Linked DNA regions of Mus musculus: region 1 is linked to region 2. The links are chromatin contacts, called in public Hi-C maps. All regions are on one chromosome and are shown on one strand. Each heading gives the region's core, a stretch centred on a gene start, on an enhancer-like site or on the middle of the called end of the contact. The rest is flanking DNA. Distances are from core to core; before and after follow the strand shown. Region 1 holds the start of Glrx2 (glutaredoxin 2 (thioltransferase)). Region 2 overlaps Gm35244 (predicted gene, 35244).

Region 1 (4,604 bases), core at 719-3,218, 420 kb after region 2:
CCCAGGAACTAGCTCTGTAGATCAGACTGGGCTCACACTTGGAGATAGGATGGCCTTTACTTCTCCAGTCTGGGAGTAGAGACATGCTCCACAACCTCCGGGCCCCCAAATCCTCATGTTGTTGAAGTCATCACTGTTGGTCCAAAGCAACTTCTCAAAACAATAGTGCTGCTGACAATGTCCTGAACAGAGGACTCTGACCCGGTGGGTAAACAGAAAACTTCAGCTCCTGTTTACCAGGGACCTCCCTTAATCTGCTCCCAAAGTTCAGTTACCTTACTCAGACAGACAGACAGACACCACACACACACACACACACACACACACACACACACAGCCTTGACAGTTTGATTCCCCCAAAATTTTCCTTCTAGCCATGGAGTGGTTAAGTTGGTGATTTTTACTGCCTGCGCCCTCTTGCTTACTTACAATCCCAAGTGTGGACAAAAAGTATTCTTCTTATAGCTATCTCAGGAAACAAGCTAAGTCGGAAAGTATCAGTCTAGCTCAATGCATGATGCTTATCTCAGGCATAATGTTGTTAGTACTTGCATGCTGATGTTTTTTAAAAGAGCAACTGCTCACTACAAATCTCATTTACAGTATATTAAAATTAAATTGCGCAGAAGACATGGTAGTGAATGGTATCCCAGCATTTAAGAGATGGTGCTGGAGGATTGTAAAATTGAGACGCATGGGGATAAACAATGTATCTCTAGAAAGAGGGAGGGGTTTACATTGTTTCCCTTAATTGAGCCAGAGGTAAATTGTTCTTCAAAAGTTCTACTTCAAAACAAACAACAAAAGCCACAGTAACTTTCCTAAGTCGCTATCTCTTGGTAAAATTATTTTATATAGCAAACTTTGATTTTCAAAGTAAATTTGGGCTTTATGAAAAAAAAAACATGTTATGCCCCTGGGAGATTTGTTTTTGCAATTAACTTGATGATTATGAAAATCTTTTATGATTTGATGATATACAGACCAAGGGAAGTAAAAAAAGAGCAACCATAAACAGAAGTTCTAATTTTGTACCTTGGCAACATGAATCTTAAGTTTGGGTTCAGCATGGAGGCTCAAGAAAGGTATGGATAAGCCGGGCGTGGTGGCGCACGCCTTTAATCCCAGCACTGGGGAGGCAGAGGCAGGCGGATTTCTGAGTTCGAGGCCAGCCTGCTCTACAAAGTGAGTTCCAGGACAGCCAGGACTATACAGAGAAACCCTGTCTCGAAAAACTAAAAAAAAAAAAAAAAAAAAAAAGGTATGGATAGTTTCAACGATTGTTCATAGTTTTAGATACACCATTAGACCTTGGCTTTCAGTTTCAGTATCCTCAGTGTATAGAGCTAAGGGCGGATCCCCCTGAACTTATGAAAACACGTACAAAGGGCTATTATTACCGTCACTGAGAGGCTTGGATAGGTTTGTCATTAGGAGCTGCGGCAGCCATGGCTGTTAAAGCCATGATGAACTGTCTCTGGGCTAATTCGTTTCCTAATTTCAGTTTATTTTAAAAACACCACCTTGCTTTCTTCGGAAAGAACGTTAAACATTGGACCGCCTGTGTTTTTCACTTTCTGAGTACAATTCAACCTGCCTATGGACTCCGGATCAATAAATTAATCTTAAGATGACATTCCGGTCCGGTCCATCTTTCACATCCTAAACCTGTCTGACCAGAGGTGGTGACTGACCTACCTACCACCCTCAGGTAAACACCGGGCCACCACCCTGCCTCGAGTAATTTTTCTTGTGGCTCTCCCTAAGCCTCTTTCTTAATCCTGAATGCGGGCGTGAGGAGCTCGGGAGAACTCGGTAGAGATCGGAAGAACTCGGCAGGCAGGTGAGTGCCTCGCTCTACCGCCGAGGATGCGAACCTGCAGGCTCGCGGGCACGCGGGCGCGTGGGCGCGCGGAGACGGGGGAGCCAGGAAGCGCGGCGAGCCCGGCGGCGGCGCGGACAGCCCGATGGGGCGGAGCGAGGCCGCCGGAGGGGCGGGCTTCCATCGTCGTGGTCGCGATCGCCTGCTGCTCTCCCGGAGGCTGCCGGGGACCTTTGGCTATGTCCTGGCGCCGCGCGGCTTCGGTGGGGAGGCGGCTGGTGGCGAGCGGGAGGATCTTGGCGGGGCGGCGTGGCGCGGCTGGAGCTGCGGGCTCGGGGTACGCGGCGGGGCGGGCCGGGCCTGCGGGGCTTGTGGATCCCTGCGGTAGTGTTAGTGTGGACCCAGCCGGCTTGGGGGACAAACAACAGACGTCCTAGTCTGAGCTTAACAAATACAGCATGTGGTTTTAACTCAGCGTAGACCTGGATGGCCCTGAAAAGAGACTCCCCTGCTTGTGGGAACTTATATTGAACTTATATTATCGTTCTTAGATTGATTGTAAGTCTTTGCTATCCTGTCGCAGGATGTGAACTTGACTCATGCTTTTAAATGCCCAAGGCTTTGCAGCTAGTAACTCTGGCATCCTGTAGATGTGGTTTCTGGCTTGATGGGAGCATTGCTTTCCCTGGCTTCCTTCCTTAGCATAACCCTGGGCTGGCATACCAGTGATGGCCAATCAGGCCTGGCCTAGGCAGCTGTCAAGACGTCTGTCTCAACATCCTATACTCCCCTGTCTTCCAGGGAGACTTACTTTCTGAAAGCGCTGGTCACGTGATGTTAACCATTTGCCAGATCATTAGGACTGTTTCCTATTGGAGATATCTGGTGTATATCCTGCTTTGCCCACCTACCACCTCTTAGTAGATGTTTCATAAATGGAGCGCGACTAGTTGGTGCTTTATCAGTGTTGAGGTATTTCATTGGGCATTTATGCGGTGCCTGCCCCTTTCCTTAATAGGAAAGCTAAACCAGAAATCGAAGGGACTGCCTTAAGAAAGGTAGGGGTGCTTTTTTTGGAGCTTTTTCTTTGGCAGGGAATATGCCTCTTTGGTCTTTTTTTTTTTTTTTTTGGTTTTTCGAGACAGGGTTTCTCTGTATAGCCCTGGCTGTCCTGGAGCTCACTTTGTAGACCAGGCTGGCCTCGAACTCAGAAATCCGCCTGCCTCTGCCTCCCGAGTGCTGGGATTAAAGACGTGCGCCACCACACCCGGCTGGTCCTCTTAATTTCTTAGAAAAGCTCACCCGTCGTAAATGCCACATAGGTTTAAGGAGGTGGTAAATGCTAGATTAGAGATTTTGTTTTTAGCGTTGAAAACCCAAATAGACTGGATTGATGCCATCCAGCGTTCTTCCAGGCCAAAGCCATCTGGCACTTTCCTACTGCTTTGAACTTCACAAACCCTGCTAGCATTTTTTTTTTTTTTTTTTCTCAAAGCTGCCTCCCACAAAGTAGGGAGCAGTCTTCCAAGCTTCTTACCCCCTCCTACCCTCTCTCTACCTGGAAAAAGCACAGATAGTTGCAATGATTCCTGTCTCTAACTCATCTTTGTTGTTACGGAAGGTGATGCTTGTTGCAAGCTTATTTGAAGTGGTACAGAGTGACCAAGTAGAGCAGATATTCATCATCCAGGGCTAACATGAGCTGGGAAAGGCCATTTGATACAGATTCATTCAGAAACAGGACTGAAACTCTACACTGTGATTTAGGACGTGTTTTCACTGGGGCCTTTAAAATTTAAACTTAAAATAGCTTACTTTTGCACTTAATATAAGTAGCTGGGTGTGGTGGCTTTAATCCCAGCACTTGGGAGGCAGAGGCAGGTGGATTTCTGAGTTCGAGGCCAGCCTGGTCTACAGAGTGAGTTTCAGGACAGCCAGGGCTACACAGAGAAACTTCCTGTTAAAAAAAAAAAAAAAAAAAAAGAATAAGAGTATACTGAACAATCGAACCAGAGATTGGTTTTACTAGGTAAAATTTATTGAAAGGCTGCTTAGAGAAGCACGTGGGTCCTGCTGGTGTTAGCGGACAAGTACTTTGAGAACTGGTGTTTTGTACTGATAAAGCTTCTTCCTGCTTTGTGTATTTGGACATATTCATATTTAAGGTTGTCTTCCCTGCTGGGGGGTCACCTCATTAACTGTGCTGATCTTTTTCATTTGTTTTAGAATGGGAAACAGCACATCGTCGTTTTGGGGGAAGTCTACAACTACTCCTGTGAACCAGATCCAAGTGAGTGATGGGGAAGACCGAGGAAGAAGAAATAGCTCACACGGTTAATGTACTTCTTTTGTGGCCAGACTTGACATAGTTGGGAAAATATTTTACTAAAGTAATATCTATTTTAAAAATTGCTATCAAAGTTATCCTTGTGACAAGTCCTATACCATTTCATTGGTTAAAGTTTCTGAAATTTCTTCTTCTTTCTTTTTGTGTGGTTTCTGTGTATATGCTATACACATGGCTGCATGCTTGTGTGGAGGCCAGAGGAGGGATGTCCAGTGTCCTGCTCTATCGGTATCTGCTTTATTCCTTTGAGATAGTGCTCCAGCAGTTCTGTCTCTACGTTCCCTATCACCCCCACCTCCCAGAGCTGGGGATATAGGTGTGGTCTCCTTGAGTTGCCTGGAATAACTGTGAACTGCTCTCAGGCAGGCTGCTCTTGAACTTGACATGTTGCTTCAGCTCCCTACATAGCTGAGATTATAGACCTAGCCTACCAGA
Region 2 (4,685 bases), core at 775-3,274:
TGTGTGCCTATAAATGATCACACACACACACACACACACACACACACACACACACACACACAAAGAAGCTGGGTTCTGACACAGAATCCCTTCAGTAAGAATTAACAGAGCTCCGTCTTCCAATATTTTTCCTCCTTTTTATTAGAGTCTGTTTTCCCTGGCCCAGACTGTCGTTTTCAGGGCTGGCGTGTTGTTATGGTGGTTTTAGTATAACAGCGTGAACACGGGCTCTGTGTCTACAGTCATTCAGAATTCATATCCACAATAGTATCTTCTTCCCTCGCTTTATAATCTAAAAGAACAAAGGAGGGAGAGGAGAGAGAGAGAGTCTGTGACAAGTTCTAGAATGTATTTTTCATTCTAGCATGAAATTTTTATTCTAGTGGGTTTTATTCGAGTCTTGTTGGTAAGGAGAGAACATTTCACACATAGCCTAACCTAAAAACTGATCGTCCACCCCCAATCCTCCCTGCCCCTCCCCCACCCCCCAAGGCAGAAGCAGCCGTCTTGAGGTTCAACTTAACCAACTTCCACAACCTAAGATTCACTCAATGGAAGAATCCTATGATGCATACCACATTTCAAACTTGTGTAAATATTTCACCAAAGCACAGTTTTGTTTTGTTATGTTCCTTCAAAGCTTCTGATCATGCCAAACTGGCCTGCCACGTGTATGTTCACTAAAACATCCACTCTCTGAACAGAACAATCATTCTAGAAAATGGAAGTTATCCGAGACCTTCGGCGCAGGCAGTGTGGACATCCTTGTCCGCTTCCTGACTCCTCTTCTCCCCGCTTTTCCACTCACTGTGCTTTCCGCAGCTTCAGAGCTCTGACCCAGAAACCCACTCCTGCTAGCACCTCCGCCTCGAATTTCCCTTTGCCTGTGCTAAAATTATCTAAAATTGCTCTCCTGCAGCTGTCTTCGAGATAGAAACTTCTCTGATCCACAGTGCTACTTCTAAACCTTTCATTTCTCTAAAAGCTTTGATATCCACAGCTTCGGAGCCTATGAGAACTTACTATGCCGCCCACCTCTCCTCTTGACTGCATTTACATGGGACCTCCTACTACCAGAAGATATCTTCTGACCCCCTACATTATTATTATTATTATTATTATTATTATTATTATTATTATTATTAAATTCCATATGTTTACATCTCAAATGATACCCCCCTTCCCGCTTACTCCTCCACAACCCCCCCATCCCCATCTGCCCTCTCTCCCTCCCCTTTGCCTCTATGAGGGTGATCTCTCACCCACCAAACTGCTTCTGCCCCACCACTCTAGCATCTCCCTACACCGGGGCATCAAACCTCCACAGGATCAACCCTTCCCACTGATGTCAGATAAGGCCATCCTCTGTTACATAGGTATCTGGAGCCCTGGAGCCCTCCCTGTACTCTCTTTGGTTGGTGGTCTAGTCCCTGGGAGCACTGGGTAGTCCGGCCAGCCAACATTGTTCTTCCTATGGGGTTGCAATCCCTCTCCACTCAAGTCCTTCTGCCAGCTTCCCTACCAGGATCCCAGAGCTCGGTCTGATGGTTGGCTGCGAGCATCCACATCTGCATTGGTCAGGTGCTGGCAGAACCTCCCAGGGAACAGCCACACCAGGTTCCTGTCAGCAAGCGCCTTGGCAACCTCAACAGTGTCAGGGTTTGGTGTCTGCAGATGGGATGGATCCCTGGGGTGGTGTGGGGGGCATCCCCGGTTGGCCCTTCTTTCAGTCTCTACTCCATTTTTTTGTCCCTGTCTTTCCCTTGGACAGGAGCATTTCTGGGTTAAAAACTTTAAGATGGGTGGGTGGTCCCATCCCTCAACTAGGGACCATGCCTATCTACTGGAGGTGGTCTCCGCTTTTCTGCGTGCGTTTTGGCTAACGTCATCCCTGTTGTGACCCCTACATTCTCACACCCTTCCTCGTGCAGAATTTCAGCAGCCTTGTGGATGCTTCCTCCTAAGCTTGGTTTACCACTTGTTCAACCGTGCTTCCTGTAACCTTAGTAACCATTTCTGGTCTTATCTGCAAGACCTTATTATCTTCACAGAAGATACTTCCTTAGGCTGTTGTCTGTTGCATAGCACAATACTACTGACTGTGTCATTTGTAAAGAGTGAGGTTTAGTCAGGTGTTAGTTCTACCCAGTAGGAGGACCAACATAGAGGGGCCACACATAGTGAAGGACTGCCAGGTTCTAAGACAGTTCAGGACACCTCCTTTCGAGAGGAATGCAATACAGACACAGAGACAAACTGTTTTTTTTAAATTAGGTATTTTCTTCATTTACATTTCCAATGCTATCCCAAAAGTCCCCCATATCCTCCCCCACCCACTCCCCTACCCACCCACTCCCCCACCCACCCACTCCCACTTCTTGGCCCTGGCGTTCCCCTGTACTGAGGCATATAAAGTTTGCACAACCAATGGGCCTCTCTTTCCAGTGATGGCCTACTAGGCCATCTTTTGATACAAATGCAGCTAGAGACATGAGCTCCGGGGGGTGGGGGTGGGGTACTGGTTAGTTCATATTGTTGTTCCACCTATAGGGTTGCAGATCCCTTTAGCTCCTTGGGTACTTTCTCTAGCTCCTCCATTGGGGGCCCTGTGATCCATCCTATAACTGACTGTGAGCATCCACTTCTGTGTTTGCTAGGCCCTGGCATAGTCTCACAAGAGACAGCTCAGTGATAATTCATTAGCTCTTGAATGGATTAACCCTCCCCTGAGTATAGATCTCTGATGACCTCATAGTCATCTTTAAAGACCCTACCTCTTAATAATTTATGATGGAGCTTAATTTGTAATTAGTTTTAGTTAGGTATATAGATATTTAGTTAGGTAGTATAGATCACTCCAAAGTCTCCATTTGGGACATGATCTTTCCCTTCTTCAGAACCCTCTAGAGCAGTGGTTCTCAGCCTTACTAATGCTGTGATCCTCTAATACAGTTCTCATGTATGACCCCCAACTATTGTTACTTTCATTGCTAATTCATAACTGTAATTTTTCTACCATTATGAATCATAATATAAATATCTGTGTTATCTGATGGTCTTAGGCAAAACCTGTGAAAAGGTCATTAGACCCTCAACATAACCCATAGGTTGTCCATCTGTTCTTTGGTTCTTCACTGATCTCAATCTACGATGGCATCACTAAATCTTCACATCACTCCTATCTGTTTTTTTCTTCTCAAGGTCATTAATATCCCACAGTTTGGGGATATAATCTAGTACCTGCTAGCTTTAAAACTCCTTACCCTGTCTTACTTGACAAAACTTAACATGTAGAACTCCTCTCTCTCTCTCTCTCTCTCTCTCTCTCTCTCTCTCTCTCTCTCTCTCTCTCTCTGTCTCTCTTCCTTCTTCCCTCCCTCCTTCTCTCTTCTTGCCTGTATTTATGTATGTGTGTCTCTTTCTCTTGTTTGCCTGTCACTCAAAAGCTACATATTAATATATTTTAGCTAATTGAGCACACCTTAGTTTCATCCCAACAAATTAAAACAATTGGTCATGGCTCCCAGCAGTACTAAACTCTTACCAAGCAACTTTATAGCCTCACTTTGAAGGTAGCCTTTTCTCCTCGAACTTCACTTTGCTTTCAGAGGTAGATCTTGCTTCAAAGTCATTGGGGGAAAAAACAAATCGGTTAGATTAGAATCCCCTCATAGAGTTATCACCAACTCTACAAATGTTTGCAGTCTTCTCATGTCTTTACAACCAACAGGAAAAATTGTCTCCATGCATGCTTTTGCTGTAGGTATGTCACCTTCTCAAGGATTTTCAGCTTCAGTAATCTCCTCCTGCTTTGCCATCCACTGTCTGTCTCTGCTAGGTCATTTCCATGAGGCTGCAAATATTTTTCTAAGTTTCACTTGTACTTGAGTGGGCAGAACTTACAAACAAATAAAAAAGAGAGAAAGAAGGGAAGGAAGGAAGGAAGGAAGGAAGGAAGGAAGGAAGGAAGGAAGGAAGGAAGGAAGGAAGGAAAGAAAACAAAAGGGAAGACCACTGTCTTCGGCTCATATCACCACAAAGCTAACAAGAATTTTGTTTTTCTTGTTTCTGTAACAAAATACCTTATCTATATCAGATAGCTCTGGATTCTTTTCTCTTTATCTGTCAAGCTTTCAAATCTGTTAAGATCACCAACAACCTCTGGTTGAAAAGTACACGATCACTTTCCTGCTTTATTGTTAAGTCTTCAATAGCATCTTTAAATCATCACATGTAGTCTTACACTTTAAAAGTCATCTGGGATAATGTTTCACATTTATACCTTGATCTAAGCCCAGCCCCCCACCAGTTTCTACTTCTAAATGCATCTTGAATTTGTAATGGGCATCTTATAAGACAAAAACATAGCTCTTCCTCCAGGTAATTTCCAAGTCGGGAAACAGAACAACCAACTACTGAATCATTCAAGTTAAAATCAATGAATCTTTCCTTTCCCCATACTTTCTAATCCATCAGCAAGTCCTGTTGGTTCTAGCTCCAAAATACAACTCAAGTCAATCCCCTGCCCTCTGCTGTATCACTGCCAATTCCCAGGGTACCAATGTCCCTACCAGCACTACATTCAAAGTCATCAAATTGCTTTGCTGTTTAATATCACCCTTACAATACCAATTATTTGTGCTATAAAAAAAGAGCCAGATGAGGGCCAGTAAGATGGCTCACTG

Evidence for each region. A called contact is a pair of places that touch in the nucleus more often than the background predicts.
Region 1: a contact with region 2 is called in a Hi-C map of the HPC-7 cell line, with 4 times the contacts expected there. The contact joins the promoter of Glrx2 here to the enhancer-like site in region 2. A contact is called at or near these places in 3 of 39 promoter capture datasets (the HPC-7 cell line, liver and stem cell-derived epiblast-like cells) and 1 of 484 Hi-C or Micro-C datasets (the HPC-7 cell line).

The regions. Positions count from the first base shown.
Region 1 is chr1:143,737,600-143,742,203 of GRCm38.p6, forward strand. It overlaps Glrx2 (glutaredoxin 2 (thioltransferase)), which reads left to right and starts at 1,969. Exons shown (of 4, transcript NM_001038592.1): 1 at 1,969-2,159; 2 at 4,049-4,112. The coding sequence starts at 2,062. It overlaps Gm46161 (a long non-coding RNA gene), which reads right to left and starts at 1,567. Exons shown (of 2, transcript XR_001779472.2): 1 at 1,401-1,567.
Region 2 is chr1:143,317,732-143,322,416 of GRCm38.p6, forward strand. It overlaps Gm35244 (predicted gene, 35244), which reads right to left. Exons shown (of 3, transcript NR_168345.1): 2 at 3,545-3,620; 3 at 124-292. Among named protein-coding and RNA genes, the nearest start is that of Gm35244, 25 kb to the right of the region's middle. Within about 2 kb of position 2,025, at least 27 of the 459 cell types and tissues checked have an H3K27ac peak or open chromatin away from gene starts, as enhancers often do. A contact at or near this core is called in the HPC-7 cell line, where this site is marked.